Linked DNA regions of Gossypium hirsutum: regions 2 and 3 are each linked to region 1. A link is a contact called in public Hi-C data. All regions are on one chromosome and are shown on one strand. Each heading gives the region's core, a stretch centred on a gene start, on an enhancer-like site or on the middle of the called end of the contact. The rest is flanking DNA. Distances are from core to core; before and after follow the strand shown. Region 1 holds the start of LOC107951699 (GLABRA2 expression modulator). Region 2 holds the start of LOC107951743 (cytosolic sulfotransferase 16). Region 3 holds the start of LOC107951697 (ATP-dependent 6-phosphofructokinase 5, chloroplastic).

Region 1 (4,720 bases), core at 872-3,371:
AAACCCGAGTTAGCAGGCTCACCCCATACACCAATAATCTATTATTCTACATCCCCATCAAACGAGTTCACCAGATTATTAACATTCAAAGGTTCTAAGAAATAAACAAGTAAAACAATTCATTCAGTGTGGTTTACATGTAAGAAGGCTATCTGAAAGAGAAAATGAGCTATCTATTAGCCAAATGAACCCAACAAAAAGATAATGCTAAAACAATGAACATAACACCAAGCAATCAGAAATTAAACAACCGAATTCAGAATCATCTTCTATGGGTCGAGTCAACACATGCACAACTAACATACAATCCAACATGATGATGACATGGCCAAGATGCCAAAATTTTAGCCACGACAAAGCCTCCCTGACAACAAAAACCTCTATTATCCTAAGACTGAACGACGCCCTTTCAAACCCCGTAAGGCCTTTTACTAGGTGACCATGATTGTCGCGAATAACCACCGCCAACCTCGATAGCATGTTTGTCTTCAAAATTTGAGGCATCAACAAGGGCGAATCTAAGGAGATTGGCAGGGGTCCCGACTCAATTTTTCATTTTGATCTTTTAAAATTTTTAAAATTATAATTACTAGGTGACCATGATTGTCGCGAATAACCACCGCCAACCTCGATAGCATGTTTGTCTTCAAATTTTGAGGCATCAACAGGGGCGAATCTAAGGGGATTGGCAGGGGTCCCGACTCAATTTTTCATTTTGATCTTTTAAAATTTTTAAAATTATAAATTAGTAAAGGTAGAATTGTACTTTGGCCCCACTAAAAATGATAAAATTTTGATTTAATCCTTTAAAAATTACTATAGTAAAAGTTACAATTTAATTTCGGCCTAGCTTCACTCCTGGACATCAACGTTAAATTTGATAAAACCATGATGAGGTGACTGCCAACATATTGTCCCATACGAACAAGGAACGAGTATCACCACCTAAGCCATCTCCCTCCCGCACACCGACCTAAACCACACCCACCATACCCGAGGCTGACGGATCAGTGGCAGAAGTATAAACCATGTTGGCTACCATTCAATCTTGCACTAAACAGTCAGCATTATAGATAACCCAAGACGGAGAAAGCTCACAATGTTGCCATTGAACGAGATTCTGGGCTAACCAAATTTACCACAGAAGCACAAGCCCTCGGCGCATGGCCACATAACAAAGCCAACCGTCCCAACAAAAAATCATTCTATGTAACATTATCGGTAGGGATATTTACAGGCCATCGAACTGCCTGCACTTTACAACAATGCAACAGAACATGTTCAACATCCTCATCCCCATGGCCCTGGTAACATTCGGCCGACACCGCAATACACGTCTCAAGTAGCGGCATTTTAACAGGAAGAAAATGGTGCAGGCAACGCCATATGAATTCCTTCACTTGAGGAGAACTTGCACTTGCCAAACTTGTTGCCAAGGTCCATCCCGAGCCAATTCATTCACGTTTGAGTACATGCTCATCGCTGTTATGTAGGCTGACTTAACACTATACTAACCATCAACAGTAAAATGCCATATAAGCTTGTCAAGATGAGGACTTAAGCTGAAGAGGATTCACTATATATATTTTTTATTCCTAACATCAATTCAGTAAAAAAATTAAATAATAACTTCATAATAAAACTTCAAACTTTGAGAGCCTCAAATAAACATTAAAAGCTTCTAATAAAAATAACAAACAAAAAATAAATTAAAAATACACAAATATGTAAGTTATTCCTATATATATATATATATGATGCAACACCTCTAAAAATCAACTTTCATTAAAAATCAACTTTCATTGACATATAAAAGAAACAATTTTAAATCGACAACTAGAGATTTGCTATAAAAATAAAGAAATATATATTTAAAATATTTTAGATTTGAATTAAAATATTTATTTTATTGAAAATAGTTTTCAAAAAATAATTGCTTAAAAATATTTTACTTTCAAAAAATCAATTTAGATTTTAAAATTTATTTTTTGTGAGTTGCAACCAAAAATTGGTGAAATTATAAACAAACAGAAAGTACAGCAACTAATATCAAAATTTAACCAAATATGTAACTTAAGAACAAAATTGAAAGATAATATAGATTCCTGGATGAAATTAGATCTATTAATTGGATTTTAGGACAAAGTTGGTGGAGCCCGTAACACTTAAAGCTTTCAATAACAGTCTCCTCTCCTGCTAAACTTCTAGCAAACGATCCCTCATGCCACTTTACGCACGGCCTGCTTTTCCTCGAACATTCTAGAGCAATGGAACAAACGAAGACAGAAACGCAACCCAACTCCAGCTCAGCTCCGATCCGAGAACCGAACCTGAAAGACTCGGATCCCGCAATGGATGCGGAGGGCTTTGTTGTGGTTCCAACATCAGAGCCTCAGGAAAAGGAAGAGAAAGAGACTCAGAATCCGAAAGTGAGTCAGATTCAAAGCGAGCAATCACCGGTTCAGTCACCATCTGGATCGAGGAAATCAGTTCATTGGAGTCCGGAATTGATCAGCGAGTCGCGTGCTGTGGATCACAGTTCCACCATGTCAGCTCCTGACGGATCCAATCCTTACGTTACTCATGCTCCGCCTACGGAATCTTCTTCCGCTTCCTTCAAAGGCAAGCCATTACACATTTTATTTCTATTTTGATTTTTTTTTTAAATTAATTATTAAATTATTTCTTTTCTGAACTTGGAACCAGAGAAGATGGACACAGTGAAGGATGTCTTAGGGAGATGGGGGAGGAAGGTGGCAGAAGCGACGAGGAAAGCAGAGGATCTGGCCGGGAACACGTGGCAGCACTGTATTTTTTCTGTTTTCTTTTAGAATTTCAATTGCTTTCTAGTTTATTTTTAATATTTGGTGCTTCCCCTCTTGGTTGGATTTGTATCTGGTATGAATTCTATTGCGATTGGGCTTTTAGGGTTAGAATTGATATCGAGCGCTTGGTCATTTTGGCTGGTTGATATTACTGAAAGCTGAAATCTCAGATACTGAATTAGGGTTTAATATCTGGGTGAACTATTTGGTAGGGTTCGTGTTTTGTATAGCACGCTAGTTCTAAGAGTACTATAGGATATTAGGGAAGCATCATTTTGGCAATGTTGGACAACTTTAGATATTGTGATTAAGGAAAGGGAGAGAATGTAATAAACTTCATTCTTTTTTCTTGTTTTTAACATGCTTTTAGGAAATGTAGTATTGATTTGTCAAGTGTTGGCTGGAGTTAGCATTTGTGTCTTAAATATTTACTAGGGAAAGAATAGAATTTGATGTAAGATTTAAGGTCAGCGTACTGCAGTTTCCTCAATTGGCATGTTCACTTCTTATAAAGCAGGCTTAAGATTTGAGTTATAGACTTGCATTTAATCAAACAAAAGACTTGAGCTGATAAAATATTTGACAAAGCAAAATGTGACTTATTTACACCCTAGCCGAGGGAGGTAATCAGGGGTGAGAAAACCTGGTGGACCTTCTGTACAAGCATCTACCCAAACATAGAGTTAGTGTTATGAATGGCTCAGTAAAAAAGAGGAGGGGGGGGGCATGATGTAGCATTAGTTTCCAGAGATTTAGTGGTTATTGCTTCCATATCTCTCAATGGTTAGTAAGAGCTTTCTAGTCTGCTGTGGTTGACCTTGGATCAGAAGCAAGCTAGTTGTTCCTTTATTCTGCATTTAGTCATATAGCTAATTATTTAAAGTCTAAACATTTTAGTTTTCTTAAGTCATGGGTATCATCTGATTTATCCTTAGGGATGCTCAAAACTTACCCATATATTAAATATAACTGAAAGTATATTCTTGTTTCTTCTAATCGATAGAATTATTATTATCCAAACCATATTTGCTATTTCTTTGTTGAGATGTTATATTCTTGTTTCTTCTAATCGATAGAATTATTATTATCCAAACCATATTTGCTATTTCTTTGTTGAGATGTCTCGTGGACATTTGTTGATGACAGCTCTTGCACTATAAATGTCTCCTAAACTTTGTCCAACTTTGGGGTCTCTTTTTTTTTTTTTTTCTCCTTATACTTCTCACCTTCTGTCTCTAACATTAGAACTCTATTCATCCACCTAATTGCTTTCTTTAAGTGCATGCTACAATCATATAAATTGTGCATCACTTTCTTAATGCTTACATTGTTTCTTGAGCAGTCTATAACACAATTGCACATCCCTTTTGTACTTAAGGCCATCTCTAACTCCTTATTCGCTACATTATTGCCTCTTTTTTGGTCATTATTCATTACATTACCTCAACTTAGTCATACACAGAATGATCACAAAGTAATGATCTTATGCATCCTTCATCGTGCCTGGATTCTTTTCTACTGGTCTTGTATGGCACCTTTTAGAATCATACTGTTGCTTCTATTTGGGCATGGGACATTGCCAAAGATTCAATTTTACAAAAGACAGAAACATGGAAAATTTTGTGGGCACTTTCAAATTAAAATAATATGCTATTTCTGATTTTTCCCCTTTTGCTCTCACCCTTTGTCTTCTGTCTTGCTTATGAAGTAGTATGACATACATAAAATTACTGAAAATATGTTTTTCGCTTTTCTTTATCAGTAAAAACAAGTCCTAGTTTTGCTGAGGCTGCCATGGGAAGAATTGCTCAGGGAACAAAGGTTTTAGCAGAAGGTGGGTATGAGAAAATTTTTAGACAAACTTTTGAGACGGTACCTGAAGAGCAACTTCAAAA
Region 2 (4,547 bases), core at 86-2,585, 140 kb before region 1:
TAATTAATTTTTTTACTTTTTCTTTACTTTTTCTTTCTCTCTCTCTTTAAATAATAATAATATTTAATCAAATCAAAATCTAATCATCATTATGTACTGCCATGGACAATCGCTCTTTTAGTCCTCCCTCTATGTCTTATCCAATTAATGTCATCATATCTTACTTTTAAATTTTGCACTATGACTCAATACTTCTCACACTACTACAATTTAATTCACTCTCTATTTAAAATTTCCCTAAATTCAAAAGTCTTTTTAATTTATTATAGTACACAATTACCTTCACTACCAATACTAATAATTTTATTTTATCTACTTCAGAAATTTTAAACATGGGGTTAACCCGAATTGACACTATTCACTTCTCAGGGAATGTTAAGAATATTATATTTACAATTATCAAATAATCTAATTATATTTCATACTTAATTTAAGCAATATACCAAAAAAAATTATAACTTAAATTTAATAGTTAATTTTCTAATTATCAAAGAGCACCTAATTCTCTTTAAATATTAACTCTCTCAGCAAAACGTGGACCGAAACAATTTAAAAAAAGAAAAAATCAAAATTTCATCTTAAAACAAGCTATTAGTTCATGTATTTTTATAGAATTTGATATTTAGTCTCGGGGTGAAGCTAAAAAAATTTTTAGGGGGTCGAAATTAAATTGTAATTTTTACAATAGTAAAAATGTAATTTCACCCTTTTAATAGCTTACGTCTTTATAATTTTTTAAGGATTAAATCAAATTTTTATCATTTTTAGGAGGCTAAAGTGTAATTTTATCTTTACTAATTTAAAATTTTAAAAATTTAAAGGGCCTAAATGGAAAATTTTCCATTTTATCCTCTGCCAGCCCCCTAGCTACACCCCTTTTTAGTCCATATACTTTAAAAGATAAAATTCAATCCTCTTATTTTTTTCAATTTAAAACTCCTATTCCAATCATTATTGTCGTTGATAGTTTTTATTAAAAATTGTTAAATGAACATGTTTATTTTCGTCAATCATATGACACATTACATGAGGGTAGCTTCATCAATATGCTGAATTGACAAATTTTGACAAAAATATTTACTATTTTAATGATTGGATTGAGATTTTAAATCAACAGAATTGGAGGACTAAATTTTTAACTTTTTAAGTATAGAGATTAAATCTCAAATTTTATCAAAGTGCAGGGATTAACAACATATTTTAACTATTATTCTATCTTAATATTCAGATTGACAATTTTGTTTTGGTGTAAAAACAAATTAAATTAAAAAAAACAAAACCTAAATCTATATATTTTATTCAACAGCTTCCTAAATTCTGCTCAATTTCTCTATTTGTGTCTTGAGTTAGATCTTGCATACGTGAGTTGATATATTACCTCGCCCAGCAAACAGAAATTTTCATGGTCTTTAGTAAGCTTCATGTTAAACCTTAGAACATAAATAAGTTCGTATTTTTTTCATATTCGCCATGTAACTAGCCTGAAAAGAATAGTCCATGAAGTATTGGCGCATGTCAGCCACTCGTTATGCTTTAAATTTTCCTCCACCCATTCATCATTTTTGTTTTTAGCCAGCTATTGGCTTGTATGGCGTGGGACTCGCAAGGTTTAAAATAATGGTTGCAAATCCCACTTTTAGTCACGGATCATTTGCAAATCCCTCTTGCAAGATCTCTAGAAAATTAGTTGCTCTACTATACCATCTTCCCAATGGAGACTTCAAATTTTTTTCCGAGCGTAGAGATACCGAATGAAGGTTGCCAAAAGACATTAAAAAACTGCAATGAACTGCTGCCAACTCTCCCTCAAAGCAAAGCATGGTGGTTTGACCAGCTTTTCCAATACCAAGGCTTCTGGATACCTAGTTTTGGCATAAGAGGAAGCATGTTGATCAATGATCACTTCAAGCCTCGACCCACTGACATCATAGTCGCAACATTCCCTAAATGTGGCACCACCTGGCTCAGAGCCCTTGTTTTCTCCATTATCAACAGAAATTCCTTTGATTTCAGCGACCATCCTTTGCACAAAGCGAACCCTCAAGAGTTGGTCCTCTTCTTCGAAGGATATCTTCATAGGTATGGGTCAACTTCCTTCGTCGATGGGCTTCCTTCACCTCGCCTTCTTTCAACTCACCTTCCTTACTCTTTGTTCCCAACACGCATGACCGATGATACCTCGGTTTGCCGTTTCGTTTACATCTGCCGGGACCCCAAAGATGTTTTTGTCTCAAAGTGGCATTTCGCCAACAAGTTGAGACCCAAGGAACTGCCACCACTATCACTAGAGGAAGCCTTTGACTTGTTCTGCAAAGGGGTATCGGAATATGGACCGTTTTGGGATCACGTTTTGGGGTACTGGGAAGCTAGTGTGGAGTCACCGAAGAAAGTGTTGTTCTTGAAATACGAAGATGTGAAAAAGGAGCCTTTGGGGTGTGTGAGGAAACTTGCAGAGTTCTTGGGGGTACCCTTTACACCAGAGGAAGAAAACAACGAGACTGTGGCAGAAATAGTGAAGTTGTGCAGTTTCGAGAGCTTGAGCAATCAAAATGTTAATAAAAGTCAAACCAGCAGTGGAGAACGACCTATTGGTAACTCTGATTTCTTCAGAAAAGGAGAAGTAGGAGATTGGGTTAACCATTTGTCACCTGAAATGGTTGAAAAATTGAATCAAATTACAGAACAAAAGCTTCAAGGTACTGGATTCAACTTTGATTGACTACTACTACTTTATGATGTTAAAATTTGTTCACCATCTCAGTGAATCTGGTTTATAAAATAAAAGAAGTCTTTGTTTTTAATTATGTGGTTTGAGTGACAAATAATGCTTTTGCTTGTTGGTTATTTGGGTCTTTGAGTGGCAGATTCAAATTTTATGAAACATATATTTATAGTTGTATTATATTTGTGAATGTATATTTTCAAAAAAAAAAATAGTTTAAGTATCATGTGATTTCTATCTTATGGATAAATGAATCATTATGTTAACTATTTTTGTGATTATTAGAAATATCTTGAATATTTTTACAATAAATATATATTATATGTTCCATTGGAAATATAAGTTAATGTACACTTAACTATAATTAATAAATTGACTAAGACAAATGTACTTATAAATTAATAGTATAGCTATGGTGAGTACATATATCGTTTCCTCTAGGACTATAATTACTAGTAATTATCACATTTCTATTATTTAATATAATAATTCAAGGGCTTAATTAAAATTAAATTAAACTATCTAAATTAACTAATGAATGCAACAAAGAAAAAAACACAACAAAAATAGTCAAATATCAACCAAGAGACAAAACAATACCAAGATAAGAATCCACCTAAATTTCATCTATGATTCTCAATCTAATTTATGTAATTTCTTTTATTAGCTTTTTCATTCATAAAAATATCTAATTTATGCTAATATCTCTTTCGAGCATAAGATCAACTAACTTTAGATTGATTAATTGAAATTTCTTTCTAATTAAAACCTCTATTATTGCATTAATTTGCTCTATGGATCCCAATATTAGATTTGACTCTAATCTGGTAGATTTATGTCATCCTATTTCTAAAATTGCATAAAACTCCATTCAATTATGCAAGATCTAATCACAAGAAGGGTCTATTTGACCTTAGACTTATGCACATCTAATATGAATCAACACTCTAAAATTATCAATCCAAGAACAATTAAGCATTCATAATTGAAAACAAAGAAACTATGGTTTTATTGCATAAAACTAGAAATCAAACAATAAAATCCATCATAGGGTTCATCTCCCCTAAGTATTAAGAGAATTAGTTCATACTTACAAAAATAAACACCAAAAATACAATATGACCACTAAAATAAAAGAAATTCATGATAATTCCCTTAGAAATCAGCTTGTATCAAATTGGCTTCAATGGTGTTTGTTGGGTAATTTTCGTGCTATCTCTTGACGTCCACTTTTTTTCTCTTTTATTTCCTTATTTATTCCTTCTTAAAGTGTCAAAAAACCTAAAAACCGTGACTTCCTTCTGTTAGCGCACATGATTCCTGAAATCGTCACGCCCTGGACACACGGTCATGTGGATTGCTCGTGTGAGACTTTGTTGCATGTGTATAGCTTCCAGAATGCTCCATTGTTCTAATTTTCACCATTTTTCACTCTTATTGCTCTCAAGTACCCTATTAAGCATCAAAACATGAATATAAAGAATTAGGAGTATAATTTACCATTAACGTCACATAATCACCCAAAAATGCACTAATAATGAGGCTAAAATATATTACTGTTGACACTTATCATAAGGATATAAATATTCCTTTTGGTATGGAATTTATTTTTTTAAAAATGAGTATCACTAGCAATACAATATAAATATAAATATAAATATAAATATATATTCAACTAGTTATAATGTAAAATTGAACCAATATAAAACATAACGAATAAAGAATCGGACAAAATTCAGATATAACATACACATGACGAAAGCAAAAGCGATATATTGTAATTATGGATAGTGAGAATCCAACCTAAATCTATCTTAACTAACAA
Region 3 (4,305 bases), core at 722-3,221, 190 kb after region 1:
TACATTTCGGCAATCAGTACCGATACAGGAATGGTCGGCATGTCCTTAATCACTGACAAGATGCAGTTGCAGATAGTTTTCGCATCAAGTTTGAGGTGATCTTGTGTCATACGTGCAAAAGTGCATGTGTGAGGCCCAACAAATTTATGGATCTTCCACATTTGTGACTTCTGGATAAATGCAACTCGTACTTGCCAATTGCACCCTTTTGCCAACTTCCAACACACCTTAATATACAATATCGGCTTAAACACGATAACTTTGTAGTCAATCGACATTCATGCTATACCGTTTGATGGCAAATATGTAGTCTTCCTTGGTCGCGGATTTTTGGCCCATAAACAACTCCTTACGTTTGGGATCTGTGGCTAATCGGTGAACAGGTAGCATATTGGGATACTCAAGGAACTCAAATGCATGTGTCGTATCGGAATCTACAATCAACATGTGGGGCCCTAGGATCATTGTGTATGACAATGCCTCAAATTGGGTTCCTGACTGAAGATGCGTGAACATTTTCATTATCATTCGCGCCTTCATTGCCGATATCTTCTGGGACCTCATCTTGATCGGGATAACTATAATCTTCAACCTTATGATCAAAAGGACCATTATTATCATATCCATCTTCACCATCCATATCAGTTTCAATCACCATCTGATGTATTTGTAAACGGGGACTCAGGTTAAGATTATTAGACGCAGGTGGAACATTAAAATCGATGTTGAACCTGCGTACAGATGATCGCCTATCAATAGACACTCTCAGAACATCCGTATACGGATCTTGAACTCCATGTTCTTTAGTTAGTGGAATGACATCTTCAGCTGACTCTACATTAACTAACTCAGCAAACAGCTAAATCGGTTCAGTGTGGCCACTCTGATTCTGGCAATAAAATGCGACCATTGTATCCACTTCATCATCATCTACAAGTTCCATCTCAGTGAATTTGATGGGATTTGGCGAAACTGGAAATTTGTAGTATAGTTTCGAGATCCTTCTCTCACAACGTCTAACAATTTTTGCATTGATCCTTTTTTTCATATCATTAATCAACACATTTCTATTAAATCTCATAATTATTTGTTGGCAAAATTTAAATATACAAGTAATTGTTTTTGTTAAAATTACTCCATCGAAATAAACACATACAAAAAATTGATTATCCATCTTCAATCTAAATATGTAAAAATATTTAAACATAATTAAATTTCTCAATAATTATTTGAAAAACAAAACAAGATTCAACTGTAAAAAATTATAATAACAAAAATTAATCACTGTACAAACCTTACATATCTTTCTGACTTTTCTTCTTTGTTTTCTCTTCTACAAAAAAAAATTCCTTTCCTTTCTTCTTATCGGTTAGCTGCTACAACCATTCAGCAAAACACAAAAATTACTTCAACAATTCAAGAAAACACACAAATTGCTACAATTGTTCAACTCAAATTTATAATGGTCTGGTGCCACATGACAGTCCCTCCTCCCAATGGTGCCGCCTGACGGCCTCTCTCTTCTTTCTAGTGTCACCTGACATGTGCTCTCCAACCCTAGTGCCACCAATGAATGCCCCTCCACACTTTTTTACCCGTACAAACCCAATTTTGCCTGGTATAGGCGTATAATATAGGTACCGTTGCATATGGCCCCTCTACCATTTAAATAAGATTAGTTTTTTTAAATAAATTATTAGCTAATATGGTTAAATGATTGAGCAAAAAAAAATTAGTGTCTGACACCAATTCAGGCACAACCCTTTGGTACTGTTCACTTCAACCCATTTTGGTAAATAATGTCAAGAGAATACCATTTTAATATTTAATTATTTTTTTTGTATTATAGGATAAAAAAGCCAAATTTTAATCAAAATAAAAAAATTGAAAAGGTTAATATGGTCAAAGAAGTGGCAACTCCGTTGAATTTTAAGCCTCCTCGGTTTTATAAGCCAAAACACTTTGTAGTAGGTACGGCCAAAACCGGCTGCCGTTTTCGATTTGTCTGCTTTCTCTGTCTCCTCTTATTTTTCCTCCCTCCCTCCAAATACCCCGCTTTCCCAAATAAAAAAAAAACAAAAAAAATAAAATAAAAAGCTTTGAATCTTTGATCATAGACTCTGCAACCACCAAAACAAAAAGAGGAAAAAAGAAAGCTAAAAACTCAACTTTACTTGTCGTTTAATGGAAACTCTTTCCCATACGATCACCACTTCGGCTTCTCCGAAACTCCGCCTCCCTCGAAACGACAACGTTCACCGTCGTCTCCTCCGTTTCCGCCATGGATTTAGTTCCTTGAATCTCGGTACACTGAGATCGCAGAGGAGTACTAGTGGTTTCTTCAAGGTTGAATGTAGTCAACAGAGCTCGAAAAATTGTATCGATTTTAGTGATCCTGATTGGAAGTCAAAGTTCCAGCAAGATTTCGAAAGACGCTTTAATATTCCTCACATCACCGATACTTTCCCCGATGCTCAGTCGTTTCCTTCCACATTCTGTCTCAGAATGAGGTAAAAAAAAATTTCCTTTTTTCCTTTTTTTTTTTGGAAATTGTTTCCAGCTGATTTTCACTTCTTGAGAGTGTTCTTTTTTTTTTTACTCCCGAGAGTGAGAAAATTCTAAAATATTGTAGTTATTTTGGAGTTCAATGAATTTGATGGCATTTATCTTATTAATTATTAATTTATTTTGTAAAGTAATTATTTATTTTGAACTTAGCAAATAGAACTTAAATGATCTTCTTTTTTTTTTTTTTTGTTACAGAACTCCGGTAACTGAGGATTTTGCGGAAGGCTATCCGTCGGATGAGGAATGGCATGGTTATATTAATAATAACGATAGAGTGCTTCTTAAGGTAATATCTTTTCCATATATATGTATTTAAATTTCACTGATGTTTTGCTGAATTGTGTTATGGAGAATTGAAATTCTTACATGAGCTTATCGTTTAGAGCTTGGAGATCATGTTCAAAATTGATAATTTCCATGTGTTGAGTATCTGTTTGAAATGTGAATTCAAAATCACCTGAAATGGCTTAAATAATTTCAGGAAAGAAATTTACTTGTCTTGCTCCTTTAGAAGTAAATTCTGGTTTGCTTGTCTCTCTGTTTTTATCTTTATATCTTAAATCAAGATATTGGTTTAATTGTTCGAGCTCTGCAGGAATAATCTTTCATTTGCTTCGGTTAGTCGTCTGCATTTAGACTAGATTGGTCAAGATTCTGATCTTTAAATATTTCAGGTCATACATTACTCGTCTCCTACATCTGCTGGTGCGGAGTGCATTGATCCTAACTGTACTTGGGTTGAACAATGGTAAGCATAATTCTCTACTTATTTATAGGTTTACATAGACTCATGCATTCTATTGCATTCACTACAATACTTAATAATATGTGGTAAAATAATGTTATATTGCTTTTAATATTGTTTCCCAACTTTTGTATTGATCTAGTAGATTTTGTAACTTATATGTCCACTGTCATCAGGTGTCCACATTTGTTACCATGTTTTATATTCCCTTATCACTGTCTTTGTTTAATGTATGAAACTTTGTAGTTCATTTGGCAGTTATGATATTATGTAACATTACATATCATCTTAGGGTTCATCGTGCTGGGCCTCGAGAGAAAATATATTTCAAACCAGAAGAAGTGAAGGCTGCAATTGTTACTTGTGGTGGGCTTTGCCCTGGTCTTAATGATGTCATTAGACAGGTCAGCACCATACTTAAAATTTCAATTTGCTGCTGGCATGATTGTAATTACCAACAACAGCTACGCTATTTGATTCAACTCAGTGCTTTCATTGTTTGGTTATGTAATTGTTAACTGGTTTTTAATTTGTATTTCATGCTAAAATAAAAAATTCATGTTCAGTGTCTACTGACCAAGATTCTGGACATGCAATATGTCTCATATTGTTCTCTTGGTCAATAGATTTCAGTTTAACTTCAAAATACCATGTACCAAAGTTTTTCTTCTACTTTCATGGTAAACTGATAAAGTAGGATGAAGTAATGATGATTGGATATTAACACCATAAATACAATGTTAGATTAAAGTTTCATGTTTAGTCTGAAACCTGAATGCTTTAGTGTTTTTTGACCAATACATTCTTAAATTAATGAACTAGTGCAGATTGTCATCACACTGGAAATATATGGTGTAAAAAACATTGTGGGGATTCCTTTCGGTTATCGTGGATTCTCAGACAAAGGCTTGACTGAAATGCCGGTAAGCATTGTTTCTTAATGGTTTGTTAGAATATCGTGCTCCATCCTAGATTTTATATCGTTCATTTGG

What was found. A called contact is a pair of places that touch in the nucleus more often than the background predicts.
Region 2: a contact with region 1 is called in a Hi-C map of leaf, with 2.5 times the contacts expected there. The contact joins the promoter of LOC107951743 here to the promoter of LOC107951699 in region 1. A contact is called at or near these places in 2 of 34 Hi-C or Micro-C datasets (both in leaf).
Region 3: a Hi-C map of leaf shows a contact between it and region 1, with 2.7 times the contacts expected there. The contact joins the promoter of LOC107951697 here to the promoter of LOC107951699 in region 1. A contact is called at or near these places in 10 of 34 Hi-C or Micro-C datasets (anther, callus, leaf and 1 more).

The regions. Positions count from the first base shown.
Region 1 is chrA02:98,327,536-98,332,255 of Gossypium_hirsutum_v2.1, forward strand. It overlaps LOC107951699 (GLABRA2 expression modulator), which reads left to right and starts at 2,122. Exons shown (of 4, transcript XM_016886826.2): 1 at 2,122-2,622; 2 at 2,707-2,808; 3 at 4,588-4,720. The coding sequence starts at 2,268.
Region 2 is chrA02:98,187,608-98,192,154 of Gossypium_hirsutum_v2.1, forward strand. LOC107951743 (cytosolic sulfotransferase 16) reads left to right here and starts at 1,336. Exons shown (of 1, transcript XM_016886882.2): 1 at 1,336-2,801. The coding sequence starts at 1,712. The coding sequence ends at 2,719.
Region 3 is chrA02:98,516,253-98,520,557 of Gossypium_hirsutum_v2.1, forward strand. LOC107951697 (ATP-dependent 6-phosphofructokinase 5, chloroplastic) reads left to right here and starts at 1,972. Exons shown (of 13, transcript XM_016886823.2): 1 at 1,972-2,510; 2 at 2,764-2,854; 3 at 3,243-3,316; 4 at 3,606-3,717; 5 at 4,141-4,236. The coding sequence starts at 2,185.